Linked DNA regions of Gossypium hirsutum: regions 1 and 2 are each linked to region 3. The links are chromatin contacts, called in public Hi-C maps. All regions are on one chromosome and are shown on one strand. The core of a region is the stretch at or near the end of the contact, and the rest is flanking DNA. Distances in the headings are between cores, read along the strand shown.

Region 1 (4,715 bases), core at 2,145-4,644, 420 kb after region 3:
TTCAGTAAATCAGTTTGAGAGGACAAAGAAATCAAGAAGCTCATACCTTGTTTCGCAAATTGACCAAGACTAAATGGTTCTCGGTCCCACCAGATACTAGTTCATAGCCGTTCTCCAGCAACCTCTACAAAAGCCGAAAATATAGAATTGCAACATATCACGGTTAAATCACTCAAGAGTAAACACAATAATGCTATTCATAATGTTTCACTTAAGCCAAGTAGTGAACTTGCATCAATAGGAGCTGGATCATTCAGTTTACCTGAGAAAATTTCGAGCAATTACTAAGAACTTGCTCTTGGTAAGCCTTGTACTCGGGTGTTCTGACCTATAAGCACATATGTCAAACTCAAGAAACCTAAAGGCTCCTGGTTAACTTGTATCAAGATTTTGTATGGCCTGAGCTTGGCATAGTGTGTTTAACTTGCATATACACAAAAAAATTTTTATCAGAGTACCTGCTTCAATGCAACTGCTAAACCAGCTATGGTGTGATTATGTGGTCCACCTTGAAGACCAGGAAAGACAGCTTGATTAATTTTGTCTTCCAAGTCATACATTACCTGTAGGATGGAACTCAAGAAATTAAATAAGTCACTCTTTCCTTCTATTTTCCACCAATCAAACTCATAAGAGAGAGAGAGAGAGAGAGAGAGAAACACACCAAAACTTAGAACATACTCACCTCTTTCCCTTGTTTGTTAATCTCTTTGAGTCCCTTCCTGAAGAAAATCATAGCACCACGTGGACCACGAAGTGACTTGTGTGTTGTGGTTGTCACAACATCAGCGTATTCAAAAGGAGATGGAATAACACCTGCAGCAACCAACCCGCTAATATGTGCCATGTCAGCCAACATAATTGCTTTCTGCTTATCACAGACCTGTCAATAAGCAATTAGAGTCTCTTAGTATCTTAAAGGTGAGTCAAAATTTCCACTGATATATGAAGTCTTCCAACTGCAAGTCAAGGGTGTTTACCTTGCGTATACGAGCATAATCATAAAGGCGAGCATAAGCACTGGCACCAGCAACTATAAGTTTTGGTCTGAAAAGCACTGCACTTTTCTCTAGCTGCAAACATTTCAATTCATCTAAATCAACTATTTGAAAGAGTCTCTCAAGTTTCACCTAAGTCAAGAAAATACTTGCATGCAAGAAAATTTTCTGCAAAGAGATTTTGACACAGATAAGACGTGTAGCTTCCACTCCACTGTTGAATTTCATTTATGAAATATATGCAAGTTCCATACATCAGAAAAATCCAAACCATTCATTGAAATTTATTTTAACTATAAGATATAATTATTTCCTTTGTCAAATTATGCTTAAAGCATGTAATAAGTATTCACAAAATGTTCTAGCCATGAATCTCAAAAGGGTTGTGAGAAGTAAGAGAAACATTGATCAGAATGTGCATTCCAGGTTTTGAACTTGATAAAGTTGTTAGTTACACATGTCTAGATTACCCAAAATGCAGACACTGTTTCTGAAGATGCATGAAATTTAAGAAAGAGAAATTCACATCTCTACCAACATAGAAGAGAAGAGAAGAGAAGCGCTACCTGATCATAGTCAATATAACCTGTACCCTCATTCAATCTATATGGCATTGTCTCAAAGAATATTGACACAGCAGATATCTTCTTAGTGTCAGTCTGTATGATGCAAAGAAGAATCAACACTTGAGTTTCAAACACTATAAACACCAGTTGATTGGCCATAAAGTAATGTTACCTGATATGCTATTTCTTTAGAAAATAAATGCAGATAAAAAATAAAAAAAAACTAGAATTAACAAGAGAAGACAAAACTATAACCAAGTTCAGCAGAAAAGCTCGTGATTGATGGAATTGGTAAGCACCTGATAACCATGTGAAAGATGTCCACCATGGGGTAAATCTAGTGCCATAATTCGCTCATGAGGTTTCAACAATGCAGTATAAACCTGAAAGTTAGCAGGAGATCCGGAAAGTGACTGCACATTGACTGCATAATGAAACAGATACAGGATGAGTTATATGCTACCTAGAAAGTAAATATTCTGTACATAGAATCCTTCGCATGCTCAAAATAAAGGGTAAAAACAGATATTTAACTAAATATAGAAAAGGGTTTGCATGATCCATTCACCTCCCCACTTCGCAGGATCCAACCCAAAAGCCTCTAGTGCACGCGTTTGACACAAGGACTCAGCCATGTCAATGTATCTGATCAAATAGAATTAACAACATTAGACAGTGACTTTAACCAATTAATGTTACTCGGACTGACTTAAAGAAAAATGAAGAATCAGATCAACATAGTTATCAATAATTTATACTAAAAAGTAAAACCACATATAACATCTCTAGCAATGCATCTTATTTTCCAATTCAATCCCCTGAAAATTACAACCAGTCTGAAATCAATTTGTAGATGAACCCACATCCATTTTTAAACTGATATTAGCAGTGAAATAAAATTAACAATAGGCAAAATCAAAGTAGATCGTCTTAACTCGTTTCCTCCGTAGTATCTAGCACCAGGATACCCTTCACTGTACTTGTTGATCATGACAGAGCCCACTGCTTGCATTACTGATAGGGATGTAAAATTCTCTGATGGTATAAGTTCTAGTCCCTATTAGACATTAAACAGAAAATAAAATAAAAAACGATTTGATCTCTTAATCAATCAAATACCTGACTGAAGTTATAGAAAAGAAAATAGATTATAAAATAAAAACCAGAAATGCGAAAAAAAGGCTCGAGATTTGAATTTATTAACAAAAAAAAAAAACCTTCCATTGCCTAGCTTTCTCGAGTTCGATTATGGTAGCAATTTCAGGATCGATTTCCTCTAGCGGAGCATTCAACTGATGTATCCGCTGCACAACCAAACACGTTTTTAGTTTTTTTTTTTTTTGCATAAATCACAATTAAAAAGATCAAAGATCTAAAGCTCCTTTGAAAATAATATTACTAATGACGCTTACATTAGCACGAGCTTTCTCTTTCTCTGCCGCAGCTGTTGACTGCAAATGAAAAAAGAAATCAGAAAAAAAGAAAAAAAGAAAGAAAGAAAGATGAAATTTAACTAAAGAAGGAATGGAACAAAAAAGAAGGAAATAGAGATGTAGAACCATATAATAGAGGGAGCTGCCACTGAAGAGAGGTCTGGTTGGGGACTTGATGGAGGAAGACAATCTACGAAAGCTCATTGCCACCGCCATTACTCGCGTCTTGGCTCAGCTGTTCCAAGGGAAAAAAACAAAAGAGTGTTTAGAGTGGGTTGGTGGAGGACTGAAAATGTTTTGTTTGTGTTGGGATTATTATTGATATTATGTATAAGTAAAGTATTGAAGTGCGGGCTGTGATATGTCAGATCCAAGTTTGTTCGGGCGGGACGGGGTTGGTTGCTTTGCTTTTGCGGTGTAACGTCACTTTCTCAAATCTATGGAATATGGGTTAATTTGATAATTTTTTCCCTTTTACTTCAAATTTACAATTATTCTAGTATTTAATTTTTTTTCAAGTATTTTTTTTATACTTGAATGTGATAATTAGATTAGTTTTATCAAAGAAGATTTAATCACATAATACAATTTTATAGTATTATATCATCAAGCTTTTATAATTGTGAAAGAAATGTAAGTATCAAAATAAATTCAGTTGATAAACAAAACTCAATTCAATTCGATTTCAAAATTTGAAAAAAATTTAAATTTTGAGTTAATTGAACTGAGTTATTCAAGTTAACTCAAATAACAAACCCCTTCAACTCTTGTCAATTTTAGAAATGAACTAATTGATCTATCTTAACAAAAATTAAAAAAAACAAAATATTTTTTAAAAATTCAAAATATTCATAAAAAATTCAAAATTTATATGTTTTTAAATTATAAAAAAATTTCTAAACAATATATAAATAAAGTTAAAATTTTAAAATATATTAATTAATGATTTAAGTTTATCATGCTAAATTATCTTCTTCTTCTTTTTTAAATTTTTTGTAATATGGAATTAATTATAATGTAGCATATTTAATTTTTTTAATTTAACTCAAACAATTTCACTCGACTCAATTTAAAAAAAATCAAATCAAGTTAGAATAATAAAATATAACTCAATTAACTCTAATTTTTTTCACTCGATTCGGTTAAATGCTTACTCCTAATTGCTAATTAAATTACTCGAAATTTTTTTATACAAACTCTCACCCCTAAGCCTAAACCTAAACCTAAACCTGCACTCAAAATTATATTTTAAAAATTGAGAACAGTAGTAGTAGGTGACTGGTTCTAAACGTTGTGGTTTGAAATCTATAAAAGGTGGCCAAACTAATCAAAAAACAGTTTGGTTCATTAAAAAAAGAAAGTGAGAATCACAATATAGTTTTTCATTTTTATTATATTTGAAATGGAGGAATTAAATTGAATTTTGTATTCTCAATTTTTATTTTTATTTTTATTTTTTTTGTACAATTCAAAACTTCCCATATCCTTATACAAAACATTAAAAATCATGCAGCCCTTTCGCATATTTTATCTTACATGCTGCCTTACAGTTACACATTACTTACAGAATACGATTTGTGATACAAATACACAAATTCTCTTCATTTTTCTTTAATAACTTTTTTTTAAATAGAATATTGGACGCTTTGAGTAAGCAAACCGTCTCTCTCCAACAAGCCGATTAGTTATTATCCAGTCTACCATCCCAAACTACTTCC
Region 2 (4,311 bases), core at 643-3,142, 270 kb before region 3:
CATCTATTACTTTACCTAAGGGTGATGGCAGCTGGAAAGATATAACCAACACAAACTGCGGCGGTGGCACCAGTGAACTGGAAGGCATCCCAGATGCTAGGAATAAAGTTGGCTCCCATAAAGATAAAACCCATAAGAGCTACTGTCATTGAGAAGAACCTCTTTTCGGAAAAGGCAATAGGAATGGCATATGGAAATAAAAGACCATCTACGTTGAGACGAAGGGAGAAAAACACAATTGGGAAAACAAGCATCAAGTGAAGCCCGTAGCTCACTCTGATCAAGTCATCGAGCAACAAGCTATACGGAATTCCAAGATCACCATCAAAATTGGCAAGCACATCATCCAAAATATGATCTCCAAACAGAACTAATCCGAAGAAGCTGGTGGCAATGTAGAGAGAAGAGCAAAACATGAGGGACTTCCTAACAATTAACTTCATCTGTGTAGGGTCTCTCAGTTCATTCGCTATTGGGAGTACTGCACAGGTGTATCCAAGACAAAAGGAAATAGATAAAAACAAAAGGGTTGATCAATTGTCATATAAACAAGCATATATTAAAATTTTAACAATATTTGCCATGTAAGGAGGAGAGTTGTTGGAACACTTATTTCAGAGAAAACTTTTGTTACAATAGCGCATCATATTTGTAATTCTATGTAATGTTGAACCATAAATGGATTACTTGTTCTTCGCAGAGTTTTAGGTATCAACAGGTACATTAAGCATCTCTTACCGTTAAAGCATTCAATCAACTCAAAGATGCAACTAATTTGGTACAAATTGGAAGATAATCAACTTGAACCAACAACTAAACAAAACCAAATTATGATAATAAATACTTAGAAGTGTAGAAGGAATCAATCTCTGATGACTTACCGTTATGGTGGCATATATAAGCAGTGACTAGAACAGGAACAGTGGTGAAAAGCTTCCAAAACGATGCCTGGTTTTCAAGTTTCGGCATTAAACGAGGCATTTCGATTTTCCCTTCCATCAACTTAACAATGGTAACTCCCGCTGTTATTGCCACAAATACGATCACGAAACCAACTGACAATGCCGATGTGTATCTCAATGAATCTAAAATCACGAAAAACAACAAGCATTCAATAAAAGTATAGCAGCAATTTAGAATTTTTGAGGAGTGAGTTAGTTACCAACGCGTTTGAATGAAATGAAAGGTGCGAAAACGAAGAGCGTGGTGAACATGAGCAAAGCCGAACGCGTTGTCCACCAGTGTTCACCGAACCATTCTTCCATAACTCCCTTGTGGTGGAACCCATCCTCCCATGTCCCCGACAACACATCACCTGCAATCAATTCAAATTCAGAGGTGATCGAAGGGCAATTAGTCGTTCCACGAAGCTTAATTTTTTTTTTTGGGGGGGGGGGGAGGGTTTCAAACTTACCTATGATGATCATGTAAACCACAAGCATGCCCAAATTGTTGATGACGATGCAAACCTGAAGGATGTTACGGCCGGTCCCACCGAAAGCGTCAGCGGCAACGCCTGAATACGTGGCCGACTTGGAGGCTCGACTGAACCTAAGTATCTTATCGATGGATGATCCCGTTAGCATAGAGACGAATATGATTGCGAATAGACCCGGGATTAGGCCCAACTGATTGACGGTGGCTGGGAGCGCCATGATACCGGCTCCCACAACTGTGGTCGAGAGGTTGAAAATGGCTCCTGAAGTTGAAGCCCCATCAAAGCCGGCTTCGGGAGTCTCGAGTACTCGGTAGCCCTGCTTTTGTGGGAGGAGAGCCTCTCCTCGGGGACTCCGTCGGTGTTTACTGTCTGAGAAGGAGGGCATAATATTCATTTTCATCACTTTGGTGGTTAAAGCCGTTGAATGAGGCCGTTCAAGAAGAAGAGTCTTAGGAAGTTTTTGAAGATGATAGCAAGTCCCGAGTCGGGAAGGTCTTCACGCGGGAAGTGACCGGACGATAAATTGCGAACACGTGTAACTACCGTGAAAGTTTCCAGAAAATAGAAACGCAGCCAGCGAGAGAGGGTCCTTTGGGCTTTGAAGATTTCGTCCGTCACGGCCTTTCTTTTTGGTGTAATTTTATAGATCGAAATGGAAAGGCTCCAATAACACAATGGTTACGGGAAGTACAAGGAAAGCGAATGGCGACTTGACACCTATAAACCAATGACCTCATCTCCCTACATGAAAAAAAAAAAAACCAAGCTTTTGGTTGCTCAAAATGGAAATTTTATTAAATCTTCCTGTTACTTCTTTCTGTTATAGTAAAACTGCTTTCTTTTTTTTTTGTTGGTTCAATTATTAAATTACATTTTGTTTTACCAAGAAAACGAGAATTTCATTGGTGTAAATTATGTTTTTTCTGCCATTTGAGAGCCTTTTTTAGCTTTCAGTTTGCAACAGCTAGGCTAACCATTAAAGAGTCCATAAATGGACCATTGTCCTTCGGCCAACCCTAATTTGCTTGTGGGTGGGTTAATAATGCCTAACGTGGTCCCTTTAATTAGTTAATTCAAGTACCAAACCCGGGTGGTACGTTCACCTAGCTTTCAACAACGCTGTGGTTTGAATCTAAAGCACCTGCACTGCACTTTACCATTCCACCCACAAGCAAATTACCATCCATAAAGTAGGGGAAAAAAGGACTGAAATTACCTCGTAAGTTAAAGATGGATCAAGGGTTTCATCATATAACTTGGGTCTCTGACATTTTCTCAAAGTAACTTCATGCAAGGTGCCATAGCATGGTACTGTGCTACTGTCAATATTTAACTAATATCAGAGGGTTAACCATACTAAAACAGTTAAATCCAACACAAGGTATTTCAGGCTGCATTCCATGCATGTATGCCAGATATATGACCAAGGCACAACATCACATTGATAAAGTGTTAGTATCAAGTAAACAAGATTAATACTTGGCCATGTTAGAACTCACAAAAGTTTCCATCATCTTGCACATAGATAATTCAATGTTTTCTCTTTCTTTTGTTGCTTCCCTTGATCTTCTTGTCCGGAGCTGTCTGTGAAGACTGCAACTTTACGCCTACAGCTGAACTCCACAAAGCCCTTTCTACATCTGAAGGTCTGAAGGAGTCACCCATTGAACTTAGTTCCTGTAATAAGAAACATAGATCATCCTTTTCGGAAAGGTATTTCCTGGATCAGGCACATAGATGAATGATTAATTGATCATTCCCCATAACAACATGCATTACATTATGAGAAAATATTCTTGTTAGCCTATGAATAAAGCCAACAAAGGTACGTAGAAGGGGCACAGACTGAGGACGAAGTGAAAAGCTTATCACTTGTCAACATCAAGAATTCACATCTTTCCTTAATCAATTTTATCACTGGTAGGCTATTAATTTTAGGTCATAAGCAGTATAGCCAAAACTTCAGTGGCTTCTACACTGATTGAATAAGTTCTTCAAACAGACATACAATGGGCAAAGGTTCCAGTGGATATTAACAATTAGAGAATACTAGAGTTGCCTTGTTGTTCCTTAAGGAATATGATAGCGTTGCCCGGTCAAAACGCAATTAGCCGAGAATCAGAAACAAGGAAAACTAGAGACGGATTAAGGATCACCTATCAACAACATAAAACATTCAATAGAAACAAAACAATAAGACTGGCATCAGAAAGCTACAAATTCAGTGAGACAACAATGAAGCTTCAGAACAATATAAAGCGACCCTTGACCAGCTATCAACTCTGAAAACAATGAGTTCAGAAAAAGAAAGAAAGAACACTTGTGGTCCTGACTCCCGAAACTATGTTATTGTCAAGTAATTTCCCCTGCAAACACCATTTTGGGGAACCATGCAAAGTGTGTGCTCAATCAAAATAAGCAAAAGGAAAATGGAAACGAACTTCAGAACATGAAAATGAAAGAGATTTAGTCAATGGAAACTAAGTTCCACCTAAAATGTACAAAATTGAACTTCCAACAGGCTCCACAAGAAAAAAGATCAACATCTTAAATAGTAAAAGTTAACTAGTTCAAAGCCTAATCGATACCATCTGCAAAAAGCTAAGTATTTTTTAAATATTTCTTATTAAACTGCCATTATACTAACTTGAAAGTTACTAGCATATTTTAATTGCACAACATTGATCATCATCATCAAGACTAAATACAGGTAAGGATCATGCCAAAAGAACAACAATAATAACTCTAATAGGATAGAAAGGAATCTCACCAACCTTAGATTTGCTTTTTAGTTTTTCCACAAATAACAAGTATTGTTTTAACGAATAATCTTTGGAGCTTCCAAGCGCAGCCAACATAGCCTTGAATATAAA
Region 3 (4,816 bases), core at 1,915-4,414:
CCTCTCAATTATATTATATTTAGGAGGATTCGAATCTAAATTTTTCTCCTAAAAGTTTATTTCACCGAATATTTGTTGTTTGTGAATGAATAATTTTAAGTGTAAAAATGCTTTGTTTTTTTTTTACCCACAACAATTTCTTTTAATAAGCTTTGTTTTAATAAAAAAATTGGTATGGAAATTGGTTAATATAACTTTAATATATTGTTGAGACATTTGCTACAGATTTTTCAATTCTCGAACATTTGATTTCTTTCACGATTTTAGATAATTCATGTATTTTTTTTGTCCTCCTCCTTGTAATTTTATGGTTTTATAATTTTTATTTAATATATAATAAAATATTTTACTTAAAAAATAAAGTAAATTACCGGTTAGTCATTCTAAAATTAGAGTAAACGACCAACCAATCACTTCAAATTAAGTTATTTCTATTTTGATCACTCAAAAATTTTTTCGTACAAACACATCGTAAGCCTTTCATTATCATTTAACGATAGAGTGATCAATTTGATTAATTTATTTTTTAAATAACTAAATTAATAAAAAATTAAAGTAATTAAAATAAAAACGACTTTATTTAAAATGATTAATCATGTAGTTTACCGTAAAACATATATAACCTTAGTGTTTAAAGTTGAGTGCCAAAATATGTTGCTTGGCCCTTCAATATATGCAAGTATATGGAAGTATGATATTGAATTTTTTTCTTTAAAAAAAAGGAATTTAGATGCTATTTTCTTATATTTATTTCTTTTTCTATATGATTGAGTGAATTTTTTTTATATAATGATAAATTTAGGTTTTAATTTTTTTTATTTTGATCCCAATTTATTTATTTTTATTATTTTGGCAATTTATTTTTAAAATTTAGTTAAATTATTTATTTTTAAATGGGAAAAGTAATTAGACCATTGAAATTTTAACAATACTGGTATGACTATTTATGTGGAAATCCATGTATATTTCATAAAAAAAAATTCAACGAAAAAGATTCACAAATTTTGTTTAAAAAAATTAATGGAAAGGATTGTATGAAACAGTGACGCCACGTCATCTGTATCCCTTTCCAATAGTTTTATGCCACATCAGTACTCTTATCCTGAATTTCAGGATTTTATCCTGAAAAAAATCAAATCCAAATTAAAATACTAAAATTCAGGATAAAAGTACTGATGTGGCATAAAACTATTAGAAAGGGATACAGATGACGTGGCGCCACCGTTTCATACAATCTTTTCTCTTACTAGTAAAGTACACAAAGAAAGTTGCATTGCCTATTATGCCAATAACAGTAAAATTTTAACAGTCGAGTCAATTTTTCTATCTCATAAAAAATAATTTAACTAAATTTTAAATGTTAAAATCAAAATAATTTTTTTTAAAAAAAAGTTAAAACCAAAATAAAAAAAAGTGAGGAAATTAAACATTTACCCATTTCTTTTGGAAACAACCCATGTAGTTGATGACAAGAAGCGAGAATTAATGGATGATTGGTGAAAGACAGATGTTAAATGGTTTCTAGAAAGGTTATCTATGTTGGAATGTTGATAACATTTGAAGAGTCTCTCCTTCTTGCCATTGACCAAAAAAGGTTGGAGGACTTCTAGATAGCTTGACATTAAGAGGCATAGACTTAGGACCATACACATTTGATTTTTCAACATTAATTTATTTATTTTCTTAATATAGTTAGAGTTGCTTAGTCTTTTTACATATGAATGTATGTTCCATTAGTACAGACTTGCACAAAATATATATTAATTGCTTGGCTCGAAAAATAATATTATTTGGTATTATATCATTTCCAACCTAATTTAAAGTTGGAACATAGCATATAATACCATATTCATATGTATGCCTAACTTCGAAGTTGGTGCTTCCATGCTTTTGGTATTTAATATTCTTATGCGACAAAGATATATGTATAATAAGTTAGTTAAAACATAGCATTATACTAATTATAAAAATACGTTATTTTTTAATACGAATTATTACTCTAATAGTTTATCCAGGTAAATGATTTGTATTTAAGTTATTAATTTTGATTTTTTGCAAAATTTTCAAATTTGGATTGGTACTCAAATTAATCACGTTATTGGTTCATGATTTAATTGTTGCGATAAGTTCTATAAAATAAATTATTAATAAAATTATAAAATAAAATATTAAAAATTCAATTCAATCATTTTTTTTGTTTAGTTCGTACTGATTTTTAAGTTAACGATTGAAAATCTCTCACCAAATTAATATCTCAATTGATTCTTAATCTAACCGATCAGCATGATCTAGTTCAAACAAGCTTAGACTTTTTTAATAAATCCTACACTTTATCACCCTATAAAAAAAATATATGATATTTTAAATACAAGTGTAATACATTAAAATAATAATATAATACAATTGAACTTTATCCCAATTGATACTGTTGCTATTGTAACAATGACGAATATATGAATTTGAGTAAAGGGTTGAAAAGAGATTATAAATACAAATAGGTAGTTATCAAAGGCTAGGCCATAAATTGTTGATCCAATTAGTACGTTTAGTTTTAATTAAATAAATTATTAAAAATTTATAAAATTTTAAAAAATTATAAACTTTAATTCAACCACTAATTTAATCAAATTTAATTGACTCATATCAATTAATAAGTCAATCGATTATTTGTATTGCTTCAGATACATAATTCAATATTAATTGATTCTCGTTAACAATCTTTAATTCAGTTACAAAATCATTATGTTGTAGGTATAAAAATTGGATTCAATTCTAAATAAACTCACTCCCCTCTTTCACTTATCCGGGAGTAAAAATTAAAATAGATGATTTAAGAATTAGAAAAATTAAAAAAATTGGTAATTAAGAAATAGCCGTCCGAGTTGAAAAAACGAGGCTTTAAAATTTGAAGACAAAAGTTTCCGAAGATTAAACGTGTCATTTCTGTCTCCTTCTAGAAGAAAAAATCAAGATTGAAGCACAAAAACAAATATACTTACAGGATGACGATTTTATCCTCAACCCATCAGCCGATGGAAACAAATTTATCCCGTAATAAAACCATAAAATCAAGGGCAATCTCTTAAAATTAAAGAGAGGGGACCAGCGGGTCGCCCCATTTAGCTAACAAACCCGTAACTACAAAAACCGCCCGCCCTCACCATCTTCATTGTCCCCCTCTTCACTTCTTTAAATCCTGGCTAGCTTATTTTGACTCCCTCCATTTTCTCATTATCAAAATCCAACACAAAAATCTAGCTTAATACAACACTTTAAGATTGTTTCTTATTACCTTAGCTCTGTTTTTAAGCTTCAAAATGGCGGATATGGAGGGAGATTGTAGAGGAGTACCGGAGAAGGAAGTTGATGTTGCTGAAGAGATCAAGGTTAGGGAAGACAATAATACTAGTAATAAGATACTGAATCAGCAGGAGAAAAAGAAGAAGATGAAGAAAAAAAAGAATAGAAGATCATTGAGTTTGCCGAGATTTGGATGCTTGAGAACGAAATCCCACGAGAACGGAGGTGTCGATATGGAAGTCCAGTTTCCGGGAGAGCGTAACAATCCTACTCATCTAGTTATCATGGTTAATGGCATCATTGGCAGGTTAATCTCGGTTTTAATCGTTTTTTTATTAATATTATTTATGTGTTCCGAACTGCTTGATTGATTTTTGGATTGGTATCTTTGCAGTGCTCAGAATTGGAGATTTGCAGCGAAGCAGCTTTTAAAGACGTATCCTGAGAATGTTATTGTTCATTGTGAGTACTTCGGTACTCCATTTTTTTTGTATGTATTAACTGTGATTATGCTAAATGCTAATTAGTTTCAAGTTAATGATTTACTCATCTCACCCTTCTCTTCTTACAAAGTTATTTTTTTGAACTGTTTCATAATTAATCTCTAATAGAATTTCATAAGTAGTCTGCTAAGTAATTTGGAGTCTTATACTCCAATGCTGTTGAATTAATTTAACCTGGGTTAGACTTTAGATCTATCCGAAGTTATAAGTAGATAAGTCTCACCAATGACTGATCCAGGATTCAAATTTTGATTGTTATTCATCAAATTGTGTTTTTTTCTTATTTAATATTTTGCTGGATTGTTACCATCCTAATTAATTGGTGAAGAGAACGCAAGACCCATTCACTAAATGAATATTCGTGATAATGAGTTAATGATATTGTTGATGAATTTCATGGTGAAATAAGTACTGAATGGTTAATGACTTAATGCGCAATGCAGGCAGTGAGCGCAATTCTTCAACGTTGACATTTGATGGTGTCGATGTAATGGGCGACAGATTAGCAGAGGAGGTATGTGTGCTATCAATTTTATTTGTCTTCAATAAGGTTCATTATTCATGATTGCAACTCAGATTATTTTCCAATTTTGCTAACTGCCGTTTACCGTTGATATGTTATTGTTCTGTAGTTTGATACTCTGTACTTCCATTTTTACCATTTATAATATATATATATATTTGACAGAAATCATTTATATTAATTTAAGTTTACCTTTTTCAGGTTAAACTTGTCATAAGCTGTCACCCAAGTGTTCAGAAGATTTCTTTCGTTGGTCATTCATTAGGTGGCCTTGTAGCAAGGTATGCCATTGCGCGGCTTTATGAACAAGACCTAACTCAAGAAACTTCTCAAACAAATGGAGATTGTGGAACTGACCATTTGGGAGATAAAGATTTATGCCCTGAAGGGCAATTAAAAGGCAAAATTGCTGGACTAGAGCCCATGAATTTCATTACATTTGCAAGTCCACACCTTGGGTCTCTGTGGCATAAACAGGTAGTTCATTCAT

What was found. Hi-C and Micro-C count contacts between places; a contact is called where the count stands out from the background.
Region 1: a contact with region 3 is called in a Hi-C map of leaf, with 2.8 times the contacts expected there. The contact joins the promoter of LOC107952202 here to the promoter of LOC107951131 in region 3. A contact is called at or near these places in 3 of 34 Hi-C or Micro-C datasets (all in leaf).
Region 2: a contact with region 3 is called in a Hi-C map of leaf, with 2.4 times the contacts expected there. The contact joins the promoter of LOC107951136 here to the promoter of LOC107951131 in region 3. A contact is called at or near these places in 13 of 34 Hi-C or Micro-C datasets (callus, hypocotyl, leaf and 2 more).

The regions. Positions count from the first base shown.
Region 1 is chrA02:18,923,525-18,928,239 of Gossypium_hirsutum_v2.1, reverse strand. It overlaps LOC107952202 (serine hydroxymethyltransferase 2, mitochondrial), which reads right to left and starts at 3,394. Exons shown (of 15, transcript XM_041082980.1): 1 at 3,124-3,394; 2 at 2,977-3,015; 3 at 2,782-2,868; 4 at 2,500-2,621; 5 at 2,133-2,209; 6 at 1,864-1,988; 7 at 1,565-1,657; 8 at 981-1,073; 9 at 686-883; 10 at 459-563; 11 at 263-328; 12 at 47-124. The coding sequence starts at 3,213.
Region 2 is chrA02:19,612,014-19,616,324 of Gossypium_hirsutum_v2.1, reverse strand. LOC107951136 (amino acid transporter AVT6A) reads right to left here and starts at 1,892. Exons shown (of 5, transcript XM_016886070.2): 1 at 1,415-1,892; 2 at 1,163-1,315; 3 at 882-1,085; 4 at 16-481. The coding sequence starts at 1,838. LOC107951137 reads right to left here. Exons shown (of 3, transcript XM_041083046.1): 2 at 2,938-3,115; 3 at 2,659-2,757. The coding sequence ends at 2,969.
Region 3 is chrA02:19,340,866-19,345,681 of Gossypium_hirsutum_v2.1, reverse strand. It overlaps LOC107951131 (putative lipase YDL109C), which reads left to right and starts at 3,164. Exons shown (of 12, transcript XM_041083005.1): 1 at 3,164-3,607; 2 at 3,695-3,762; 3 at 4,247-4,317; 4 at 4,528-4,803. The coding sequence starts at 3,318.